2 separate regions of the Sus scrofa genome follow, and region 1 is linked to region 2. The links are chromatin contacts, called in public HiChIP or PLAC-seq maps. All regions are on one chromosome and are shown on one strand. Each heading gives the region's core, a stretch centred on a gene start, on an enhancer-like site or on the middle of the called end of the contact. The rest is flanking DNA. Distances are from core to core; before and after follow the strand shown. Region 1 overlaps NFIA (nuclear factor 1 A-type). Region 2 overlaps NFIA (nuclear factor 1 A-type).

Region 1 (5,870 bases), core at 1,027-3,526, 150 kb after region 2:
ACTCCTAGGGAACTGTTTTAAACTCTTCTTCCTAGATGAGGAGACAGGTGTAGAGTAGACCCACTGAGGGTCCACAGCTTTGTCCTCTCTGAACCAATGTGTCCCACACGGACTATCCATAGAGAGCTGAAAGCATTAATTTAATGAGGCATGTTATAATAAAAGTTTTCTGCATATAAGTAATGATAAATATGACTCCTATCATTGTGGGACTGAAAACAGGTCTAAAATGAATAATCAAATAAATCAAGACCATTCTGGACTGCTAAAAGTGCTATATGAAAAATATCAGTATGAAGGCTGATTTTAGATACAATGCTCCTCTACTGAGATAGCATTTGAATTGAGAGCTGAAAGGTGAGAACAAGCCACCCACCAGAAGAGCTGGAGAAAAAATGCATTCTAAGCAAAGAGGAGCAAAAAGGTTGGTAGTTTCCAAAAATCAAAAGGAGGCCAGTGAGGCATCCAAGGAGTCGACGGTATAAAAGGAGGTAGGCGAGGGGACCATGCTGTGTCTGTAGGCCATGGCAACAAGGATGGATTTTATTCTAAATCCATGGGAACTCATGAGAGGTTGTTAAACAAGGGATAATAAATAAATAAACAAACAAACCTAATTTAATTCTTTAAAGACCATTCTGGCTGGTGTGTGAAGGAGCAAGAATGGAAGAAGCTGGAACACTCAGGATTCCAGAAGAGGTCTGAGGGAGGATGACGGTGGCTTAAACTAGAGATACTCCCTTTTCCCTCTTTGGATTGATAAATTTTCATACAAAAACTGAAGGTGAGTTGTATCGCCACGCCTGTTGTTTACTCAAATTCAGCTTCAGGTCCTTAGAGCTCAGAAGGATCTTAACCATCTTCCTTAACAGTCTCCATCCTACAGAGAGCTTACCTGACTTGCTAACACCACACAGGTAATTCAAAGCTGACGTCACTCAACGTCGGACATCAGGGGGCAAAAGCATAGAAGACATGCCGAGGTACCAACTTGTCTGCTGTTCCTAATAAGCCTGCCAAGACTCCATATTTGAAATATGCAGCTATCCTTCGATTGACGTCTTTCTAAAGTGCTTAAATCTCAGGTTAATTCTCATTTGAATATTAAGTAGCCCACCATTCGGCTGAGACATATAAATGGAGCCTACAGGGTTAAAAGAATGCAAGTCAAGTCAAGTCACAGACCTCTGTGTTATGTCTGGGACAAGTTCATAAAAGCAATTTTAAACTCCTCTGTTTTCTTTCAGCTCCTTCCTTCGTGTTTATGTGCAAATTATACCTTACTCTCTAGGTTGTATTTTGCCATTTTCCTCTCGTTTCCCAAAGAAAGCTCCCCAACGTGACAATGCTCTGAAGGGGGGGCGGGGGCAGCATGAAGTTCCTCTGAGTTCCTGCTCTCTTCGAGCACGGCTCCTATCACACAATAATGTGTTATTTTGTTGAATTTTGGCATCCATCGAGCTTGTTTGGTCAGAAGCCAAAAAATTAGAGTGTGTCGGTCCACCAGTTTCTCAGCAGAGAAGCTCTCTTCTCACCCAGCGAGTGTGCTGTACCCTTGGCCTCTGGCCAAGAAGGGAAATCCATTTTACATAAAGAATGCACAAAGCTCAAGTGCTCAGAGACTTTTTACCTACTAAAATAACTTTATGGACAAATGCCAGTCTGCTAGACACATTCTGCAGGAACATTTGGCATGCAAAACAAGGTAAAGTGCTCTGTGGAGGTAGCAAGTTTTTCAGCAGCGAGGAAATGGCTGAGCGTGCCCTCGTGGCGCGTCACGTGCCGGGCTCGGCCGGCGTGATTGGCTGCGGCCGAGTAAATACAGCCGCCATGTAAGGAGCCCGACGTCGCCCAGCGCCGGCTTCTTAAAATGGCGGCCGAGTCCGCACCACGAGAGGCCGGCCGGCCCCACTCCCCACGTTCCCCCCTGAAGTTTTCTGTTTTTGTTTTTGTTGTTCACAAAACCTTACGGATTTGAGTAGAAACAGATTTCTCACAACTTGCTTCTCCCGGCTCGATTTCACAGTTCGGCATACACTCAGGCTCTGTCAAAAGCTTGACAATGTTCCAGGGAAAATATTAACTGTAAACTTTCCAAGGGGAATTAGAGGCGCAGGCAGGAATGTCAGGACGCCCTCCCTTCAGAAAGCACATCCCCAGGTTGCGCCTGGAAGCGTTTGGGAAGGACGCACGGGCAGCCCGGGCTCCAGGGACCTCCAGGATGGTCCCACTTGGCCGAGCCGCCGGGGGGCAGGGGAGGGCGGGGGCAGGACACATCCTCCCTGGCGAAGAGGCACGGAGGTCCCTCGCTCTCCCGCTCAGGCCTGACCAGTTGAACACTGCACACTCTGATGTATAAATATTTGCCTCTGGCGAAAGTTCAAGCAGCCCTGTGTGGCTGCCAGACACAACAGAAAACCAACATCCAAGGGAAAGTGTTTACTGCAGCGGTGGCCAAAGGAGCAACTGCCAGCAAAAGATCGCCTCGGATTGGCCAGGCCTGCCTGCGGTGTCCTCCTACAGCACCTGGCCACGGGCCACTGGCCGCTGGGGTGTTCCCACCCTTTGGGTAATGGTTCTGGTCTTTAATGCACAGCCTCGCCACTCACGCCACACGAGACCCACAGACATGCTGATGGTTTCGCACGTGTTCCGCCAGAGAGAGGGGCCCGAGCGAGCCAGACCACCCATATACCTGCTCCCACCGCTGCAAAACAAGTGTCTGCTCCTTGAAGCCACCTCAGTAGGGCCCGTGACCTTTTCACACCATCCCGCCTCGCCAAACCAGGGGCATTTCTCAGGCCCAGCGACTCCGGCACGCTGCCCAAGTCTCTTCCCTATCTAGTCCATCATTACATTCCTCAATCACCAGCATCTGATGAATTTAAGCACCTCTGAAATGCCTGCAAGAAAAGAAACTAGGAGACCTCTGATAGATAGCTGCAGTAAGATTTTTTAAATAAAGCCCTGCATCCTTCAAATTCTTTCTCCAAAAACCAAAACCTACATTATGCTATTTTATCGGTGCTATAGTTCTGAAACAGGTAAGAAAGCAGCTGCCCATCAGAAGTTTAAGGCCTCTAATTAGGATAAAGGAACTGAATGGGAAAAGCATCTTGAAGAAAATCTCTTCAGAAAAGTTATGCATTCATGATTTATGCTAAGCAAGTACCTAGCAGGGCAGTGTCTTTCCATGGTTTTCAGTTTTCAGTGTTCAGGGAAGTTTGACTACAACCAAGATAAGTCATCATATTTTTAAACCACTGTCATCCATGTAACATTTCTTTTTCATAAACAATAATCCATGAATCGAATTCTTCCTCAATGCTGCAACTGAAATGTTTCTGTTTCGTTGAACTGAAAACTCACAGAGAAAGTGGGCCAGAAAAATCGAAGAATATGAAGATGAGAGCTGCTTTTATGTAAAATTTTTGATATTATGGAACAATAATTTAGGTAAAGCAAGCCAAGCTATTATAATTTCAACTATTTCAAATAAACTATAAATTTCCTTAATTGAAACATTTGCCATTGGTTAAAAAGAAAGATTTTACATCCAGGCACAATTTTAGCGTTCTAGCTTTGAACATTCTTCAAGGTCCTGAATCTTGACTGATCTCAGGCTTAAAGAAACTTCTAGGAGTTCCCATCGTGGCGCAGTGGTTAACGAATCTGACTAAGAACCATGAGGTTGCGGGTTCGATCCCTGCCCTTGCTCAGTGGGTTAACGATCCGGTGTTGCCGTGAACTGTGGTGTAGGTCGCAGACGCGGCTCGGGTCCCGCGTTGCTGTGGCTCTGGTGTAGGCCGGTGGCTACAGCTCTGATTCGACCCCTAGTCTGGGAACCTCCATATGCCGCGGGAGCGGCCCAAGAAATGGCAAAAAGACCAAAAAAGAAAAAAAGAAAAAGAAACTTCTAAATACGAATTTGCTGCAAAACTAAGATATGTACAAAATAATTCCATTTCAAGTGTTGGTGCAACTTTAACGACTATATACGCCTTGTCTAATCTAATCCTTAACCAAATGTGTCAGTAAGGTTGATCTGTGTTCAACCTCAGAAGCCCAGGACTTAGAGTGTCAGGTCTGACTTCCAAGAGATCGCAGGGAATCATGGGCAAGTGGATCACAGAGGAATGTTCTGTTCCCAGCTGTGAACAAGACAGAATTAACTCTGAGAGGCTTCCTCCTGCTGCCCTGGTGGACAGAAAGGTCAAGATGGTTAGCTCTTACAGTCTCAGTACCAACCGTCAAAACAAGATGCATGTTAAAAATAGATTGTCTGTAGGCAACCAAAATACAAATGCAGAAAGAATTTAAAATAAAAATAGTTCCAATATATTTACATGCCAGCTACAAGTATTTTAAAGACCATCACGTGTAACCAGGGAGAAAAAGGACAGAACAATAATTTTCCCAAGTGCATTAACTTCACAAACTTTGAGTCTTAAAATTTTAAAAACAACCATTCTGACCCATGGATGACACTTTTCTTAGGAAATTCCTTGGATTCACAAGTAATTCATTGGGAATTAAAGCACAAGAGGCAAATTTACCACTTTTATTTGTTTATATTTTGATAACTGCATTTTTCTCAGCTCAATTTCTATGGAAATAAAAATACTGTTTACTGTCAGAGGGATTTCTTTATCTACCAGTTGGGAATAGAGCTGAAATATTATGAAGGGTTTTTTTTAATGCAATGAAATAATCAAGACATTCCAAGGTGCTATGATACATCAATTCCACATAGAAAAATAGGGGTAACTGCTGTTTTGTATATAAGTAGATACTTAAGACTTATCACCAGACAGCATGTTTAATAAAGTCTCTGGCATTAGTACGATAAAATGTTAAAACATTAATAAAACTGAACTGGTGATAAAAGTAATTCCATCTTATAGACTTTCACACTGAACAAAAAAGTACCTTCTAAATAAAAATAATGTTACAAATGTAAATATTCCTCTTAAAGCTGCTGAATGCATCACTTTACTAGGAAAGGCTTAGCTATGTTATTTGCAATTCCCTCCTTGCACAGCAATGTACATTACTGTCTGTAAGCTCTAATTTGGCATGGCGCATCATTAATGACCTGAATGGTGGCTGTTTCACACATACATATTTAATTACAACAGCTGAACAAATTACATATTTATGCTTTATAAAGGGGATTGCCAGTCTAATTCATTTGCTATGCATGCAGGTACAGGACTCCATCTGCAACAGCATCTGCACAACAAGAGCTAACAATTATCCATTGTACACCAAGTAAGCATATCTGGGGAAACCTGTAAGGGAGGCAGACATGTTAACCATTTCACTGCCGCCGGCTCCATATTTTTTCCAGGGGTCAAAATCTTTTAAAACAAAAAACTGTAGCCCTAATGTGCTCGATCAGTCATTCAACAGAACCGTCCAATCCTCTCATCCACTCTAATTTCCACTGGGTTGAAGATGAGAGAGAGAAATCAGGACTCTAAGTCCTACGCTATCCCGTAAGGCTGTAATTTATGGGGCATCGTATAGCGAGTGGACATTTTCTCGTGAGACTTCCAGCCCCGGAATTCAAGCACTGGTTCTTAGCAGCCCAATAACGGCCTTCCCCAAGTTGTCAACCAGGCTTATCTACAGCCAGGACAGAAGTTAAGTCCTTGTTACCACACCCTCTGTTTATAGAGGATGGGCCTGAAGAACTTTCTGAAAAGGAAGCACAATCTGAGCCCCCTCTGAGAATCCCAAGACCTCGGCTGAGCCATTCTGATCATCAATAACACTTTCCAGCTAAGCCACAACTAAAAGCTACTATTCCCTCTTTTGGTAATAAAGTCCTATTCACCAGTGCTGCAACCTCATCTTAAATGGCCTCA
Region 2 (5,618 bases), core at 873-3,372:
TCAGTATTTTCTATTCCATAAACTAACAGATTTTCTGGAAAAACTGCATTTTAGAGATCGGCATTATGATTTTTAAAAGAGATTCCTACTCTTTTGTCTGCTTCACACCAAAGCCTTACTCTGGAATAGGTGCCATTGACTTCTACAGATAGAAAATGTGTGATGCTCATTTTAAAATTACTAGTAGAGCCTGCTATTGACCATCTAATTATGCCGAGTTCCATTTATAAACATAGCTAACCACTAAGTTTATGGAGACTTTTTGTGCTGCTTTAATAGGATATTGATCGAGAGCATAGTTGGAGTGGACTGCCATTGAATTGTGTAATGGCAAACAAAAGGCAAGGTCACAGCCACTGTTCATGCTAGGGCTGCAGTCTATTTTTTATTATAATCTTTTTGTTTCTTCCTTTAATGCTCAAGCCCAAGTGGTTTCTTTTAGAAAGAAGAGGTTGCATAAGAATACAGCCTTAGTTTAAAAAATAATTTCCAGGCCATGATCAGAGGTGAACCAATGGGCCACTTGTTTAGAAAAGAAAGTTTCAAATCTGCTCTACTTTAGCAAAGACCTAAAATCCTGCACATCTTTAAATGGCATCCCAAAGGACTGGGACATCCAGAATCTCTTATCCTACACCAATTTCCTTTGAGTCCGTCTTTGCAAGAACATTTTGTAATTTTCAAGTTTGGGCTTGTTCTGTCAAAGGGCTTCATTTCCTTATTGTACCTTGGAGCCGAGTTAACTGTTGTAGAAGCTCCATCCAGGCAGGTTAGAATATTGCCAACAGCCCCTGCTAAACTGGTGGCCAGAAAACCCTAGGGTGTGGAAATGTGTCCCCAAAGACACGCAAAGGACCTAGAGCCTTAAAAGAAAACTTTAAAAATGAACTACGATTGAGATCTTGGGATTCCCGTGTGAGAACACAGAGCGCACGTTTCTAAGGCAGAAAACAGCCACTAGGGTGCCACCTCATGCCAGGCTGAGGCATACGCCTGGCTCCATTCACTCCCACTCTCCATTGACAAACAGCTCGGGAATCCTGTAGCCACCCAGCAGCTTAGCTTTGTGGCAGAGCCAGGACAATTCAGCTGCTGGATTTTAATAGATTCTGCAGCACTGCAACAGGAACCCAAAATCAGTCTGGGTAACTGAGAGTGCTTTTCACACCCAAAGACTCTAAGGCTGGCCACAGCGTACTGAGAACCCTGGCTTTTCAAAATTCCAGGGCCATGAAGTCATCCCCAGCCACGAAGTTTACTTAACCCTTGCAGCCGACTTGGGGGTACAAACCACTGCCAGAAAATTAGAACCCGCCAGGCCAGAGTCACAATGGCCTGTGTGTATTTGCGGTTTTCCTCTTTCCCAGTGAAGTATTTAAGGTTTCGGAGTCACTCCACCAACTTCAAGTCAAAGAGTCAGCACTTTAGAAGGAAATGGGCAGAAGTACTGGATTTTTTTCAGAAGGATTTTCTGGGTTTCTCCCAGGAAGGATATTTGACAGCCTCAAAGCACACACTCCGAGGAAAACACTGGTACAAAATAAACAAGCGTGGGGGCTGACAGAGAGCTAGCTAAGCGGCGTCATGTAGCAGCCAGTAGAGTGGGCTCTCTTTGCAGCAACTTCATAGGAAAGAGACCCATCTGAAAATGCTTCTAGAAGGCTTTGTTTGAAAATGCAGCATCATGTAAGAGCCATTTCAACAGATGGTTCCTGTCTCTTTCCCCAGAGTATTATGCTAAAACAACTTTAGCGATTCTGAACTTCATTGTTAGCACTTGTAAACCCCCTCCCCCAGAGCAGAGACGTCTCTCTTTCTCTCTGGCGCGGTGTCTCGTGGTCTGCATTTCGCCCTGCCTCCCCCGGCACAAAGTGATAAATAACCAGAACTATTTTCAGATGGTCCTAGCACATGCGGGAAAAGGTAGGAGGAGAATGAATATGTTTGCTTTTATGCTGTACAGTATTCTCTTTGCTGCTAAGTGAAACAGAACTCTCCTTTCTTGCCTTTCATCGACTCTGGATGATGCAAAAAATTAAAAGGTGGCTAGGCAGGAGGCAAGGGTGAGAGGGGAACAAGTGGTGGGAGCCGGCAGCAGGAGCCCCTGATTTCCCACAGCCCCCGCGCATCCGAGCAGGATCATTTAATGTCAGGCCACCTTGTCGCTTGACCCTCACGTCTCAACGTGTGAGGCTAAGCCGGCAGCTTTCTCTTGAGTTTCTCTGCCACTGCCACCCTTTAGTAACACGATTATAAACAACAAACTTAGCACATAGTTATTTCAGTAAATCCTCATGAGGAAATACCGAAATAGCATCTCCCTCCTCTATTAAAGTTAAAAGGAGGAAAACTAAAAACAGAAACTAACTGGAAACCTGGGGAAAGTCAATATTTACATTCGCAAATTTAAAAACTGAATTGGAAAGATCCAGAAAGAGGGAGGATTTTCAAGCTAAGGCCACCTTTAGTGTGAAATTTCCGGGCCGTGTATGTGGTCAGGTCGGTGTGACTGGGGGGAAGTGGGTGGAACTGGCATAGGTTAAGAGGAAGTTAAGGAGAAATCTGTGACGAAGTGGAAGAAACTCTATGACATTGAGACCCTTAGAAACATCCCGGTAAGAGGCTAAATTAGAGAAAGATCATGGGTTGGGAGGGTGGGAAGATGGCTAGCGGGAAGACAGGTGGTTTTTAAGGAAATGAGACTATTCCGCATGGTACTGCAATCATTAGATCCATTCTTCAAAACCCAGAGATTATACAGCACAAAGAATGACCCCTAACGAAAACTACAGACTTTAGGTAATAATAATGTATCAATATCAGCTCATCCATTGTAATAAACATACCACACTAACAAAACATGTTAGTAATAGGGGAAACTGAGGAGCAGTGGCTATATTGAAATTCTGTACTTTCTGTTAACCTCTAACTATAAACCTAAACTTCCCTTAAAAAAAAAAAAAAAAAGCCTATTCATTAAAAAAAAAATCAAACCTGAAAACAAATTCAGGAAAAACTGTTGTAATTAAGTATTTTGCTTGTTTTGGTTTATCTGAAAATCATTTTACTTTTTTTACTACACAAATTAATAATCAGAAGGTTTATCAACTCTAACAAGAAATGCTAATTTAATAAAAAGGCAGAAACTTTGGACTTAGTTCTATAATGCACTTAGTTATAGGAGAGGTCATGACAAAACCCTCTGCAGTGAGCTAGCTGAGTATTGCAAAGTGAAAAGCGCAAATTTCTCAACTTTGTGCATCACCATGTCCTTTATCTATAAAAAGGGACAATGACAGCAGTCCAGAAGACTGAGCGAGGTCATGTTTACAAGGTGCCTAGCACAATGCCTGGTACTTGGTAAAGCTTGATAAACGCTGGCTACGGTCATTTTTCATATTAATGTTGCATCATGCTCCTACCAGGGCTCACATCACGCACTTAATCAACTGAGAGGCCACTTAGCTTATTTCTATCCCAAGGCTGCAGAAGGCACCCAGCTCACTTATCTGGAAAAAGTGTCCACTACACCTCTGAAATGGATGCTTAGCTCTTCTGCTGTGGGGAAGGGAGCAGCACTGCAAAGGAGGTTAAGGATTTTGACTCCATCATGTGGCCTGAGCTTACGTCTTTCAGAAAGATGTGAGGGTGAGGAAACACGAGCTGGGGGATCCTGCCCTGGGTGGCCAAGGCGATCTTGAGACACAGACCCCAACAACCCTGGATTAAAGATCTGCAGGAGGGAGGGGGCTCTGGATGGCAGTTTGGCCTGAAGCCATGGTTTAGCTGACACAGCCCAGTCCCACTCTTGCCAAACAGTTTCAGTCAGCACGAGGCCATGTGTGAGTGCGTCCTAGAGCGATTACACAGCAGTGTGCAGAATCGAAAAGCATTCAAGAGCCGAAGGACGCTCACGATGCCAGGCATCAGCAACACAGCTCTCTAAACGGGCCAGGAAACAGACCAGGGCCCGCTGCAGATTCAGTATGTGGTCTGGCCCCACCCCCAGGCAATCTTGAAGGCAGGTGGAGAAATCCCTTGGCAACCATGCTATGGTGGACTGAACAGAAGCCTAGTCAAGTTGGGAACTGCTAGGCCTTGGGCTTTAAGACCTTAAAGGGACACAGAGAGAGTGGAGGTGGGGTATGCTTCTGGGGATGTTCTGAGCAGTGTGGGCCGTCGCATACAAACTCCCAGACCTCAGGACACTGATGGTGACAAAGACTAAATGTAGGCATTACAGCAGCCAGGGAAGAATCAAAAAGGTCTTGTGCATCAATCTTCTTTTCACTCTTTAAGGCTATGATCAGATCCCAGGAAGGGCTTTATGAATGAACCTATGTCCCAATAATGCCATTAGGACAGGCAGACTCATCTATACACTCCCAATTACTACTATTATTAAAATTACGGGGAATACATGGGATGACGATCACTTTTAAAATTTTTTTGTCTTTTTAGGGCATATGGAAGTTCTCAGGCTAGGGGTCGAACTGGAGCTGTAGCCACCAGTCTATGCCGTGGGCACAGCAACGCTAGATCCCAGCCTCTTCTGCGACCTACACCACAGCTCACAGCAACGATGGATCCTTTAACCCGCTGAGCGAGGCCAGGGATCGAACCTGCATCTTCATGGATACTAGTTGGGCTTGTTACAGCTGAGCCATGACGGGAACTCCATGACTACTTTTTAAAAAATCTTAAAGGTGAAAAATACACATACAAATGCGTCTGTATTTGTCCATGGCAAAGGGCTGGCTAATCAGCTCTGCTTGGCACAGCACATATCCTCCCAGTTAACCAGGTACTCTCATCTCTAGCTCACTGGTTGGTACTCTGTGTACACGCCATAATATGGCAACAGCATCTTGGTTCCAAGTCATAGCCTGCTGCTCATAATGCCTCATTCTCTAGAGCTGCAACTCCCCTATCCCAGAACTTCTAGCATTAGCCCAGGGTCCCTGACTCTAGAATTCTAACACTCAGAGCTGCCTTCCTGCTGTTTTCCATCTAGTCTTGAGTTGTAGATTTCTTTAAGTTCCCTTGGGCCAGTCTAAGAGTACAGATGAGCATTACACAGACTTAGCTTAAATTCTTCCCTGCTGGTTTGACTTCAGGTAAATGACCTGACCCTCAATTTAGCACATTTGGAAAAATGAGAGCAATTTCTTATCTGGCAAGTTTATTGCAAGGATTAATGTTACATAATATACACAAACACCTAGTACAGTGCCTGGTAGATAGACTCTCTCTCCCTCTACTTCCAGATCTCCTGCCCCAACCTTGCATCTTCCTTTCTGGATTCTTAAGACATAAGAACAGACAGAACCTGAGCCTGTGTGATCAGGATGGCTCAGTTTGCTTGACCTGATATCTTGTCATGAGATTGACTTGCTTACTCGATCAGGCTTGCAAGAGTGTAATGCAGTGAGTGGAGGGTATGAACCTGAAATAAAAAATGTTTATTTTTACTCCACCTCATTCAACAAAGTATTTGATGCACTTGAAACCAATGCACAACAATGCAAATTTATCAACAAGTGGTATTTTGAAGTAGAAAGGGAATAAAAAGATCAGATTAATATTTGGTATCTTTTTTCCTTGATATTGGGACCTAG

What was found. HiChIP or PLAC-seq counts read pairs in DNA pulled down with a chosen protein or histone mark.
Region 1: a contact with region 2 is called in an H3K27ac HiChIP or PLAC-seq map of skeletal muscle. The contact joins two enhancer-like sites. A contact is called at or near these places in 7 of 47 Hi-C or Micro-C datasets (fetal heart ventricle, liver, psoas muscle and 2 more) and 2 of 2 datasets of contacts at active chromatin or transcription factors (alveolar macrophages and skeletal muscle).

The regions. Positions count from the first base shown.
Region 1 is chr6:151,117,200-151,123,069 of Sscrofa11.1, forward strand. All of the region lies in intron 2 of NFIA (nuclear factor 1 A-type), which reads right to left. Among named protein-coding and RNA genes, the nearest start is that of NFIA, 110 kb to the right of the region's middle. Within about 2 kb of position 2,277, at least 56 of the 83 cell types and tissues checked have an H3K27ac peak or open chromatin away from gene starts, as enhancers often do. A contact at or near this core is called in liver, retroperitoneal adipose tissue and skeletal muscle, where this site is marked.
Region 2 is chr6:150,962,934-150,968,551 of Sscrofa11.1, forward strand. All of the region lies in intron 4 of NFIA (nuclear factor 1 A-type), which reads right to left. Among named protein-coding and RNA genes, the nearest start is that of NFIA, 260 kb to the right of the region's middle. Within about 2 kb of position 2,123, at least 45 of the 83 cell types and tissues checked have an H3K27ac peak or open chromatin away from gene starts, as enhancers often do. A contact at or near this core is called in liver, retroperitoneal adipose tissue and skeletal muscle, where this site is marked.